Linked DNA regions of Anas platyrhynchos: region 1 is linked to region 2. A link is a contact called in public Hi-C data. All regions are on one chromosome and are shown on one strand. The core of a region is the stretch at or near the end of the contact, and the rest is flanking DNA. Distances in the headings are between cores, read along the strand shown. Region 1 overlaps FGD5 (FYVE, RhoGEF and PH domain containing 5). Region 2 has its middle 11 kb from the start of FGD5.

Region 1 (6,635 bases), core at 443-2,942, 88 kb after region 2:
CAAATTTCAGCTGTCTTATGATCCCTGGTGTTTCCTGTGCTATTAGTTTATATATAGTTTCCATTTTGCTAGCCTATATTATTTCTGAAGTGACCTAAAAAATTCCATTTGTTAGTTTCTGCATTGCAAAAGAGATACTTGATGGCTGAAAGTGCATCAACTGCCAGTTATATTGCATGGTCACAATGCAGCCCTGAGTTACTCAAGGCTTGTAGGTGTTTCAGTGTGTTTGGTATGTGGTTACTGAACCTAATATCATGTTTAACAAGTGTAATATTTCTTCAGAGCAGTAACATACACAGGTATTTCAGGCTTATCTCAAAAAGCAAGCTGAGATAGCTACATTAATTGATAGATGAAATCCAGCATATATTAGCCTTGACAGACCATCATGCTGATATGGACGTGCTCCTTCTGTTATCTGTGATAGCTTTCTTAATTAGCTGATTCTATAGGCACCACTGATTTGTATCAATCAGGTAGATATATCCTTGATTACATTGTTTAATCTATAGAGTCTAACTAAGCCCAGGGATAGCTTAAGGACAGTCAATGGAGCACAGGTAAAGAAACTATTATCTGCCATAGCAGAAAACAGTTGTCAAGGGCTTCCAGGTGATGAAGGTATATAAAATGTGGTCCTTAGTTTGTAGTTTTTCTGTGTATGTAACTGAGGACTTAGGACACAATGGCTAACTTGGACAAAAGAGACATAACTTTTAGACATATTCTAGTGATTGCTGCTGTGCAGCCCATTCTACTTTCTGGACTAGTTAAAACCACGGCTGAATCCTACGTACAAGCTTGGGTTTTAGCAGCATTAACTACTAAGTGGAAGGAGATTTGAAAAGACTAACAATATTTCACATATACAGACCCCTCTTCTATCCAATACAATCTTTTTATGAGAGCAGAAGCTTAGTTAGATTAAATTTATTTACCATCTTTTTAGATAAATTCATGCCACATGCCAGTGCCCACTGTCTGTGCTCTCAAGTCAAGTAGGCAGATAGTAGCATCAGAGTTTGATAATGGGCTTCCTGATCTTTGCAAAGTATCAAAAAAGAGATGCAACTGTATTGCCTGCTTACTAGTTAACTTCCAGATTCCGTAGTGCAAAGTCACTAATCTGTTAGCACAGAATATAAACCTCCAGATAATCCTAGCAATGATCTTCTTGTATCAAATCATGCTTTGGATTATCTATGTCATGCCACTAATGAACAAGCCTTTGGAGCAGATATTATACTTTGTCTCTGTTTCCAGTTTACTGGTTCCAAGAGAAAGAAAGTCAGCAAAGAGACCAAAGTATAAATACTGCATGGAGTAAGCAGGCTCTTTTGAAAGTGAACTGAGGTACAGAGGAAGTGCTAAAGAAGTATCAAAAATGACAGGAGTGTAGAAGGCCAAGCAGATGTGAATGCAGGTGATAAGGTTTCATAAAACCTATGAGGCTGGAAGAAGACTTTGTGCACCTAAATTCCATGAGCTCAATTCTCTCTGAAACCCAGTTCAGTAATATTACTTTAATGCGTTTGAGAAATAAAATGGTGAGGAGGGTTGAGGGAAGGTTTGCCTGCTTTTCTAAAAGCAATCACCATGTGGTCTCCTAAATGTTGTTTCTCTCTCTTAGGAAAACCTGCAGAAGCTGGTACACATTGAGTACAGTGTGAGGGGGCAGAGGGGCCTCCTCCAGCCAGGAAGGGTGAGTACTGCAGGCAGACCTATGCTGATAAGGACATTGTTTCTGGCCAGCTTTATCTCTGCCTCTGTGGATGGCCAGATTTCAGACATCTACAGGTGTTGTTTACTGACCCACTGTGATAAGAGTTGTAGCACTGGTTTATGTAAAAAGCCATCACTCTGGTAGTGTTCAGGAGCACTGCATGTTGAGAGCCTTGCACTTGCAAAGACAGGCATTAGCCGTTTTTACACAGAACGGCTATTTGATTTTTCACTCCAGCTGTCCTCAGTCACCCCATGTAGTGTGTTTTGGAGGAGCTGCTGTTTTCCTTCTTACATATTCTTGTTGAAAGGTTTGAAGTACGAGCAGAAATTCCTTACAGCCTGGAAAGGCTCAAATTTTTTTGGGTAGGTTAGATCCCTAAATCAGGGGAAATTACCTATTTTCAGTTTTCTATTCTTACCATTCTGCAGTTAGTCTTTTCATAGAATCACAGAATCATTAAGGTTGGAAAAGACCTCCAATATCATCTGGTCCAACCATCCCCCTACCACCAATGTCACCCACTAAACCACATCTCTAAGCACCAGGTCCAACCTTTCTTTGAACAACCCCGGGGATGGTGACTCCACCACCTCCCTGGGCAACCCGTTCCAATGCCTGACTGCTCTTTCTGAGAAGAAATCTCCTAATTCACAGCCTAAACTTGCAACTTTTAATGCAAGACATCACTTTTAAGCAACACATGAACAGAAAGTGGGAAATTATATAGCTGTGTCTTGCCATTCACATCAAATACAAATTTATCCTCCTTTCTTTCAAACCTTTCCAGTTTCCTCAGGCCCAACCTGCCTCTACACTTGAAAAGATTTCTTTCTAGAGTTCTGCAACCCTAAATTCCCCTTCATCCCACTACTGTCCTTAACAAAACTCATGAAGAAATTTTCAAGGCATGCATACTCTTAGTCTGTGAATCCTCATCAACCAAACATTGCAGTGATCCTCTTATTTTTTCCTCCAACGTCAGTATCCTCACTTGTCCTTGCCAAGTAGTGAATTAATAAATTCTGCAAACCTCAGCGCAATTCTAGAGTAGAAAATTACAACAGATCCTGCTCTCCATTAGAAAAGAGTAGATGTCTGTAAATCCACTGCTGCTTTAATTATTTTAGACCTTTTCAAATGTTATTGAAATTAAGTTTGAGTACGTTGTTTTAGCTGGTTACCTGTACAGTCCTGTTTACACACATAGTAACAATATGGACAGACAAGGTATTATGCTTGCAAACATACTCAGGTTTAATGTAGGCATAGTATGGATGTGAAAAGGTTTCAGCATTTCTTTTTAGTTTGTCTATTTTTCATAATCAGAGAATGAGTTCTTTTCTGAAGCCCTTTATATGTTACTTTTGAAATCTGTGACAGTCTCCTTGCAGTCCATGGTGCAGACGCAGTGGGCTGAGTACTGCCTGGTGTCTGACACATGGGTTTCCAAGCCATTCAGTACTGATACAAATGCAAGCCATAAAGTCAGGCTAGAAGCAGATGTTGAGGTATCCATCTGTTACTAGGCTGATGAAAGCAGTTAAGAGTGCCTCCTTCTACATGAGGAATGTTCTCTTTTCTCAGAAAGTTTCAGAATGCAGTCTCAGGATTACAAGTGTGTTTTTTTGTTTGTTTGTTTGTTTGTTTGTTTTGTTTTTGTTTTTTTCCTTTTAGGTCTTTGTAAAAGAGGGAACATTGATGAAAGTCTCTGGGAAAAACAAGCACCCTCGGCATTTGTTCTTGGTAGGATTTCTTTCACATTTTTACTATCTCTTTCATATCTTCTCCTGTGCTTACACAGCTGTAAACCAGGGAAGAGATTTCAGGGCTGCGAGTCATTTAACTGTAAGCAGTGATGTGGTAAGTGGGTTTCTGTTGCTAACAAGACACAGAAGACTGTAGCCTCTTTCACACATGTACTCATTGGCCCTGCATATAAGAGTAAGTGCTGTGCAGCCCTCCATTTGTACCACAGCTCCATTCAGCCTTGACTACTAGGCCATAATTCTGCAAAGGAGGTTTCCAAGGTGCTTGGGAGGAATACTTTCAACAATTAAGCCTCATACTTAAAAATCTACCTCTAAAGCCTTAGGAGGTCTTACCAGAAACAATAGAGAACACTACCGGTAAAGTTTAGGAAAGCTGTCTTTGGGTGAGTTTGGTATCCTTGAAGCTCTATGGCTAGGTTTTAGCTCCTGATGTCCATGTCTTTGTAAATAACCTGATAATTGTGTGCACCACCTGGGTATAGTCCCTCTGAACACACATCTCCAGATCTCTGTTGATTGAAGCAGCAGTTTTCGATGAGGGTTTGCAATTCTTCTAAGATAGTTAAGAAAAATTAACCAGTTATCAGTTACTGGAAAATTTTAAGTATTCACAAATCAAAAGAGATGAAAACCCACCATTTGGGAGATCTGCTGTTAACACCCATGCTTTCTCTTTTACTTTATACACTACATTGGGCTGTATACACTACATTGAGACTCCATGCTCCTGAGCATTGTTCTCAACTTTGCAGCTAGCTTATTGTATAATCACAGTTATTTTTATGCTTTTATCTATATGAAGGGGAAAATAATATTTGCCTGTCATAGGATTTGTGATGCTTACCTGTTAATGTTTGAAAAATTCTGTAGAAGTGTAGAGATTTTAGAATCTCCTTCCTGGAAAAGCACCATAAAGTACTGAGCCTTACTGCTGGAATTAACATCAAAGTACTTGTTTGCAGACTTCATTTTAAAATAAGGGGGTTACATGTCTGGAATACATACTTGCTGTGGCCTCTGTAAGTGCTGACAGCATTTCACCCAGGGACCATTGTGAGAGGTTTATTATAGAAGGCATACATTTTGCCATTAATTCTTATTTTTTTCTTCTTATTAACATTTTCTACTTGTACACGAGCAGGATGGTGAAAATGCAGGAAACAGAACCAGTGTGGAATGTGGCAATTCCTACATTAACATCTGAATGGTTTTGCATTATCTCCTAATACTGTGAAGTATCTGTTATGCCACCACCACTCAAGTGTTTAATGGACTATTCAGTCTATGAATACATTAAGATAACTACTGCACAACTCTACCAACATATTCTATCTTTGCATGTAGCACCTTTGCTACATCAGTCTTAAGGCCCCCACCATCCATCACTGCTGACACCTTTTTGTAACAGCTAAGATATGCATGAACATACCCTTCCCTTTGGCAGCACATCTAGCCTAACCCATGTTCTATCTTGATACAGATGTCCAAGGGAAAGAAAAACAAACACAAACCCTCAAGACTACAATAACCCTCTAAATATTGTCTCTTAAAATCTACATTTGTTTAACTCCTTCATATTATAAGGACCGTACCTAAATCCTTTGAAGACATGGTAATATACGGGTAGGAGATGAATTTACCCTGATGTATTTATCAAAAACCATTCACACTGATTGGTTTGTTGTTGTTGTTGTTTTTAATTATATATATTTTATGATGCTTCAGTTGCCACTCCAAACGATTATCAGATGCGAGTATGTACAGGTGTGGTTTGGTTTAGATGAAATAAGTGTTTACCTTATCTATCCAAAACATTTTTACACCGTTTTTGAAGTTCTTTGTAATGAACTTTGTCTATAGCTGAGTCAAGCCCAAGACCAGGAGAAAATTTCATCGGAAGAGTGTACATTGAAGGCTAAGTCTGAGAATTTAGTCCGTAAACATCTCAGGAGATGAGCCCATCCAATTAAAGTTGTAGTTAAAATGTACCATAAAAATTGGGTGTGTGCCAAACTCTTCTTTGGCCTTTGCATTCAGGTTGTGCTTTGGTGGTATGCACACTTGTGCTCTGAGTATGTAAGAATTGTAAATCTGTGCACAGGTCCTGTATGCATGAGTGTGTAGCACATGTGTTTAGGGGCTTTTGAGGTGTACACCATGTGTATCACAAGTTTACTTGAGCTGACTGTTTTGTACAGGCTGATGATATTGTTGAACGTGGTGTTTCCTGGCAGGATGTTTGGTGAGCTTTGCTGGGCGCCTGTTTCCTGAGTCCAGTCTCTGTTTACAAGGATGTTGGGGCCTCTTTGCAGTGCAGTATGGGGCTGCTGATGCTGGCAGGCCCCTGACTGCCCCCCAACCACAGAACTTTGCAACTCAGACACTGTCTCTTATCTCACCCTTCCAAGAATTCCTCTACAAAGACAACTTGTGCTGCAAATGGAGTGTGGGAAGCTGCTATCGAATGGGAGATTGTCTAATGGGCTAGCCAGCAGGGCTGGAGTATAGGGGAGGTTTCTGAGTCAGAGCCTAGAAAATGCAGCCCCACCACATGTTCAGGCTGCTCCACTGACACTCAGAGGATGTTTAACACTTAAATCAAACAGCACAGGGTTCACAAGGAACTATCCTTTAAAATATTCAGAAAAAAAAACAAACATGGTAGGAGTTTTTAGACACAGAGTGCACTACATACAGGCACCAGCCATTCAGCATGGTGTAAGCTTGTTTGGATCATTACATTTGAACACCATAAATTAGACAATTTGGTCTGACATCTAATTCTACTGGGTTCCCATTACAACAGAGGGAATTATAAAAAGAAGGAGAAAAAAAAAAAAAGCAGTAAGAGAAAAAAGGAAAGAGCAGAAATATCCCTCTTTCTCTGTGTTATGTTTTGAGGACTGTGTGTGCATGTGGTAGTGTAGAAAAGGAGTATTTACTCCTGTAGCAATATGTATACAGTTTGGGAATCCCAGCTGTTCCAAAACTTTTCTGGCAAAGACAAAGTGTGTAAAACCCAAAAACTAATGGGAAGTACTTGGGGGTTGTGGCAGTCAAGCTCTTTCACCACAGATTCCTGAGGGGCTACAAGATCGGATTGTATCACATTCCTCACAGGGAACAATGTGCAGCAC
Region 2 (6,591 bases), core at 1,771-4,270:
GTGTAATCTGGATCTTGCCTGGTGAACACCTGTTATTTGTATAATACAGACTTGAATGGAGCAATCTTACTGTAAACACAAGGTCATGGCACTTGGAGTCTATTCCTGCACGCTCAATGAAAGGTACACTTTAATTTATGCAGTTTATATACAGCACTTAGGTTCTATAGCAAGCTGCCAGGGCAAATCTTGTTTCCAAAAACTCTGGACTTATTATCAAGTAGGAGATCTCAGGTTCCATTGCCAGGAAACTGGAGATGGCTATTCATCTTCATTTAGCTTTTAGAAAATAATAAATTAAACAAAAAGTGAAACTTAATGTGTACTAGATTTACTCAGATCTGAAAAGTTAGTTCAATTTTTAACTAAATCTAAGAAAAGACCTTTCTGAAAAGGCTCTTTTTATGAAGACATCTGTTCTTCCAAACAACTGCTACGCATATTGAGACCATGCTTCCCAGCACATGGAGGAACATTGCTTGTTGATGGGAAGTAGAGAGATGGGAAGCAGAAAACTATTTATTTTACAGGAAAAAATATTTTTCTTTTCAATTTAAGGTTTGTTTAGGACATTTGTCCCCTGCAAATGCATGTTCTTTTATTTAATGCTTCTTAAAAAGCAATTATGTGTGTGTACATGTTTATATGCAATAAACACGAGTGTATATACATATACAATAATCAATGTATGGGTGTATACACATACATGTACATATGTACATATATCCATAAACAAATCTTATATGTTTAGATGCCTGACAAACAAAGTCTAGTCAAATATGATGAAAACCTCAGATCTTCAAAACTAGTCTGTAACCTAACAGAACACAGGCAGTGTGAGGTAGTTAGGTGGTCAGATTATACCAATATGTTAAGATACCATATGTATTGGCTATCAGCTGCTATTATTAGTCACTTGAAGACTTGGCCAATTAGTTATTTAACCGACATCAATTACATAACACCTAAAGTCCTGTAATTACAGGAGCATATTCCTGGGAGGTGGCTGGAAGACAAGGGTAAGGCCAACTGCCTCTAGTGTAATGCTGGTGAAACCACTGGAAACCTGCTGAGAATGAGGATGTCCCAGTGCACAGAGCTGTGTTCTTGTCAGCTGCACACCAGCATCAGGCAGTCAGCCCTATAGCAGGCAGCAACAGTTTTTTCTCCCTATCTTTGCAGTGCATCATAGTAATGCATCCATGGCTTCATTACTGTGGTAGCAATCCTTGCAGGACTACATAGCACTGCAAAGGACAGCTTTGGTAGCCAGGCTACTAAAATGATAAAGCTGTGTAATACTTTCTAGGATGTGTCTTTTTGTTATTCTGCCTTTTAGGCACAGAGTCCACCTAAGATATATCACACTGGATCCTCCTACAGGTATTCTGCTCACAAAGTGCTTACAACTGAGACAAGGGAAACACAAATAATAAAAGTACCAGCTTCTTGAAGATGTACCAGTCTTATTAAGAAGTCATTTATTGGGGCAGGAAATGCGTATTTTTCCCTGGCCTGCTTATCTAATAACAATATTGAGTTGATTGAGAGACCTTCAGGATATATACTGCATCTGTATACGTGCTGATACTTTGTTCCCCAGTAGATTTTTGTCATAGGTTTTAAAATATCACAAATAATCTATTTTTGTCTACATATGGACAATATAGACACATGGCATATAGACTCCATTTCAACTAGTTATTTTAAGAGTTTGCTCTATACCTAAAACACAAACAAACAAACAAACAAAAAATCTGTGCTTGACTAGCTCAGATTAACCAGGTTAGGGTATAGATGTGTTTGGGCAGTATGTATGCTACAAGTGTGTGTATGCATAAGCGTACCTATCCTGGGCTGCATCAAAAGCAATGTGGCCAACAGGGCAAGGGAGGTGATTCTCACCCGCCACTCCACTCTTGTGAGACCCCACCTGCAGCACTGCATTCAGCTATGGGGCCCCCAGCCCCAGGCCAGTGACCTGTTGGAGTGCATCCAGAGGAGGCCACGAAGATGCTCAGAGGCTAGCTGGGGCTTTGAGCAACCCAGTCTGGTGGGAGGTATCCCTGCCTATGGCAGGAGTTGGAACTAGATGAGCTTTAAGGCCCCAAACGCAACCCATTTTATTGTTCTATGATAAACAGGCACATCTTTTTCCTTGAAATTTGTTTCTTTGCAAATCTCCTAAATTGTTCTTCCTGTCATTGAAGAAAATTATTAATTGATTAATCTATACCTGGCCTACAAGGAAGAAGGAGGTGGTTGAACAACTTCAGGAGTTTGCTCCTGGTGTAAGAAAGAATTGAATGTCCAAATTGTCAAGAAACTCAGCTAGGCAAGGGAGTTTGCTGGCAGATCATACAAATCAGGGGACTTGCATGCAGGAGAAACCTACACTTTGCAAAACTGTAGAGACAGACATATGAGTGCAGAATCAGTGATGTGAAGCAGCAGACAGTGAAAAATGCACTAAAAATGAGGAGGCTACAGTAACCCAGATAAGAATTACTAGGATTTGGGGAATTTTTGGGGGGAAGTTTTCTGTCTGGAAAGAAAAAAAACAGTTAACAAAAATTCCTAGAGATAAATACTGTTCCACAAAATCAAGTCACAATTCCCTCTTAGCATTCATAAATAGCCTAAGATCTTGTTTACAGTTGTAATTTCTATTTGATGGGGTTATCGTCAAAGAGACTAGCAACTCCTTTCAGTTCAGAGCCATTTAAATTTAGCAGCAGGAAAAAGAAGTTTGTTAAGTGTGGAATCCACCCCTGCTGCTCCAAAACAATCAGAAACAGGAAAAAGTAATCAAAAGGGAGTTTTAATGAATTATAGGGCCATTGTTTATTGGAGAGGGCTGAAAGCCTAAAGCCCAAGCCTGGAGGACCTCTGTGACCCTGCACTGCCTCTCGGTGGCAAAATATTTGCTTGAAATTACGTCAAAACAACACAATGTGTGTGTCTGAAGGCCAAGGGAGGGGGAAGTGTTGAGAAAAATAGTGGAAATTCCCTGTGTCTCTGAATGTACCGAAGGCTTTCCTTGAAAAACAAGGCGATAAACAGCAGCTGTATTTATATGCTCAAGCTAGTGCTGACAGCATCTCCCTCGACAGTGCAAAGGAAAGGCTGCATCTGCCAGGCAGCCTGAGAAGGAGTTGCAGCCCCTTGCTCCACGGCAGCCTAGGGCAGGGGGTGCAGAGCCAAGGGGCAGTGCCTTGGGCAAGGGACATGGGCAGAGTCAGCTGCCAGGGCCTCTGCCAGCCCCACAGCAACTGCAGCTGGTAGCCCCAGGCAAGGAGCAGCCAACACTGTCTGATGTGCCTGTCAAAGTGAAAGCTTCACAGGGGGGTGAGGAAACTCTTCTGACAGGTTGAAAACAGGAAATTTGCTCTTCCAAGGAAATAATTACACAGCAGTGCTGGTTTTTTGTTTGTTTGGTTTTTTTTTTTGTTTTTTTTTTTTGTTTTTGTTTTGTTTTGTTTGTTTGTTTGTTTGTTTGTTTGATTAAGGAGACTTCTGTTGCTTTCCCAGAACTCTGAGGTAAATAGGTACAACATTAACTCATAATTTCCCTGTGGTGCTCATCAGCAGTTACTTGATCAGAAGCATGTGTTGGAAAGTAGCCCGCTGCACCTGCCTGGTCAGGGAAAGAGAGTGTTCATCTCTGCCTACCACTGGTGACTTTTTTGCTGGAGAAATCACTGCCAAAATACTCATGACCTGAATGTAAGGCTGCTGTAGGGAATGGGTATAGACCCCACCAGCCTTTCCAAAAGCATCTCAACAGGAGGAGGTCAACAGGTATTAAGAATAAGAAGAAAGCAGAATGTTCCTTGGGGAAAATGGGCACACTGAAATCAACGGCAGATTGAATGGCTCAGAGAGCAGAGCCAGCAGTGGCAGAAGTACAACAGGTGGGCGTACGCAAACTGACAACCGACCTGCTCAGCCACACTCTGCATGACCTGGAGAATTTGTCCTCCTGTCAAAGTTACATCCCCAATGTGCCTCCCAGATCCTTGGGAAAGGTACAATAAATGTGATGGTCATGAGCTGAATGACCTGTCCAGGCATTCATCCCCTGTCTTTCAGAAATTGCACTCAATCAGTCTGATGCACCATGCACAGCTTTAGAGCACCCGAACAGCTGGGAAGGGATATGTCCTGCACACTGTGGAACTAGATAGGAAGCAACTCACAATGGCATCCACATTAACAGTCTCTATGCTTTTTTTTTTTTCAATACCCAGCTAAAAAGCAAGCTTTCACCTTGCATATTACACCCTGTCCAGCATGTCACTGACAACACTTACATTTTGTTATTACTGTTATTACTGTTATTAAGTAATAACATATCAGCACAATATATCACATAAATGACCAACTGAAGGAGATGGAAATTCATGCTGTTCATTAAGACCGGAGGGATAAACGTCAGCTGCCCCAAAAATAACAGGGAATGCTATTTGTCACAATACTTAAGTTCTAAGATGCATTAAAACCACTGTTGCTTTGTATTTCAGTTTCACTAGACAGACTGTCAAGCTAGACCAAGTATTTTTATTTTACCAAGACCTACTACACTATGAAGAGGTTTGCTAAGACCCCAGATTTTATTTCACTTTTTCCTTCTTAAAAATTCCCAATACCAATGTGTTTTATCTGAACAAGATCGCTTATCTAGGCATATGGCTTTTGGTCAAATTCAAAACAATAGCCCCGTCCAAATTCATATAATTTGCTATCCATTCTTATTACTCCATCAAGAAGTCAAAATATTTTAATTAGATAGAATGTGTAGATTTAGGTTGCAAATAAAAATTTTAAAGCAGAAAACACCCATAAAGAGACTTACAAGGTGGCTACTAAAATTCAGATTCTTCAGATTTTTGCAAGCCCAGTTAAATATTTCTGACCCATTAACATCCACAGCACCTACAGCTGCGACTAGAGCTGCAGACAGCATTTCTGCAGGCCAAGCCCAAATGAGCTCAGGCTGGACTCCACAGAATTAAAGAACAGATTAGAATATTATAAAGCATTCAGGTCCACTGACTGCATCTGAAATATTCACACACACTCAACTAAACATGTTTGTAAAGTTACGTACATGTGAAGTGATTTTATAGAACAGGGACAGTACTGTCATTCTGACCTGAGGTCTTGCACCACTATAATTAGCAACTGTAAACACAGTTCCATTTGGTTTATCTATATCATATATATTAAGAAAAGCCCATCTTGATGTCATGCATTTGTCTAAATAAGACCCAAGACGTTTGTTACAAGTTACTCTGTTAGAAGCGTAATCCACACAATGCAATATACATAAGCTAATACTATCCAGTTCCTCTGCTTTTGCTATGCTGGTAACTTCAGAACCATTTCTGAATTTAGAATCAGATTATGGATTTGCACAGACAAACCAATACTTCTAAGAACATCATAGAACCATAGCATGGTTTGGGTTGGAAGGGACCTTAAAGCTCATCCAGTTCCAACTCCTGTCATAGGCAGGGACACCTACCACCAGACAGGGTTGCTCAAAGTCCCAGTCATCCTGGTCTTGGACACTCCTCCAGGGACAGGACATCCAGGGACGGGACATCCAGGCCACTCCTCAGGGCAGCCTGTCCCAGTGCCTCACCACTTTTAGAGTAAAGAATTTTTTTCTAATATCTAACCTAAATCTCCCCTCTCTTAGTTTAAAACCTTTGTTGTAACAAAACCCAAATTACATCTTTTCTTCATAATTTTTGCACTTATTCTCCAAAACCAGAATCTCCCACAAACACCCATTCAGCTGTCAATCTGGAAAATACTTGCATGTTTAAAACATTATTTAGAAATGAAATGCAGGTCATCAGCTTGACTGTTGGAGCAGAAGTGTGTGTGTATATATATATATATATATATTTTTTTTTTAAGCTGGCAGAAAAAGTATCTGTGGTTTTCTTTCTTAATGAAGGAGAACGTATTTTACCTTGTCTTACATCTGTAAACAAAAGTAGATCTAGAAAAAAAAAAAAAAAAAGAACTATGGTAAAAGGCACAACTACCCCCACCTTCCTCACTGCTCACTCTCTCTTGTGATTGTGTGAAGCAAGGACGTTAAAGGTTGGTATAGACTGAAAAACATGTTTTTCTTTGAAAGTTCTTCCACAAGAATATTTATCAGCTGTTGGCAAAACACATAAAAATAGTACCTTTTTTAAAAGCCATAAACAAGTGGGTCACTTTTTCACTGAAATACGAAGGAAAAACATGTTTGTTTGTTTGTTTGTTTTTTTTCCCTGCTCACTGGAAGTCACTCAGGTCTTGTGCTGCTCAGATCTTTAGTACTATAGAGTGTACTTTTGCCTTGTGGTCAGACAGTTTTCCTTCGTCATGGATGGATGTCATCAAAGCTATCCATGGAGAACAGAATCTAAAAACCCACTTGTTTATCTAGTTTCTGTAAATAACTGGCTAGTAGAATGGTCAGCCAAGGATGGGTACATGGGCAGAGACCAGCTGTGTCCACGCCAGTCAGAGTAGTCAGAGCAATATTGCTGGAGGGCTCCTGGCAGACTGCCCTCCAGAAAGTTCCTG

Evidence for each region. A called contact is a pair of places that touch in the nucleus more often than the background predicts.
Region 1: a Hi-C map of F1 follicle shows a contact between it and region 2, with 1.8 times the contacts expected there. The contact joins two enhancer-like sites. A contact is called at or near these places in 3 of 8 Hi-C or Micro-C datasets (F1 follicle, liver and subcutaneous adipose tissue).

Annotation. Positions count from the first base shown.
Region 1 is chr13:283,704-290,338 of IASCAAS_PekinDuck_T2T, forward strand. It overlaps FGD5 (FYVE, RhoGEF and PH domain containing 5), which reads left to right. Exons shown (of 20, transcript XM_072044560.1): 11 at 3,404-3,472. Among named protein-coding and RNA genes, the nearest start is that of NR2C2, 28 kb to the right of the region's middle. Within about 2 kb of position 1,693, at least 1 of the 8 cell types and tissues checked has an H3K27ac peak or open chromatin away from gene starts, as enhancers often do.
Region 2 is chr13:194,556-201,146 of IASCAAS_PekinDuck_T2T, forward strand. No RefSeq gene overlaps it. Among named protein-coding and RNA genes, the nearest start is that of FGD5, 11 kb to the right of the region's middle. Within about 2 kb of position 3,021, at least 3 of the 8 cell types and tissues checked have an H3K27ac peak or open chromatin away from gene starts, as enhancers often do.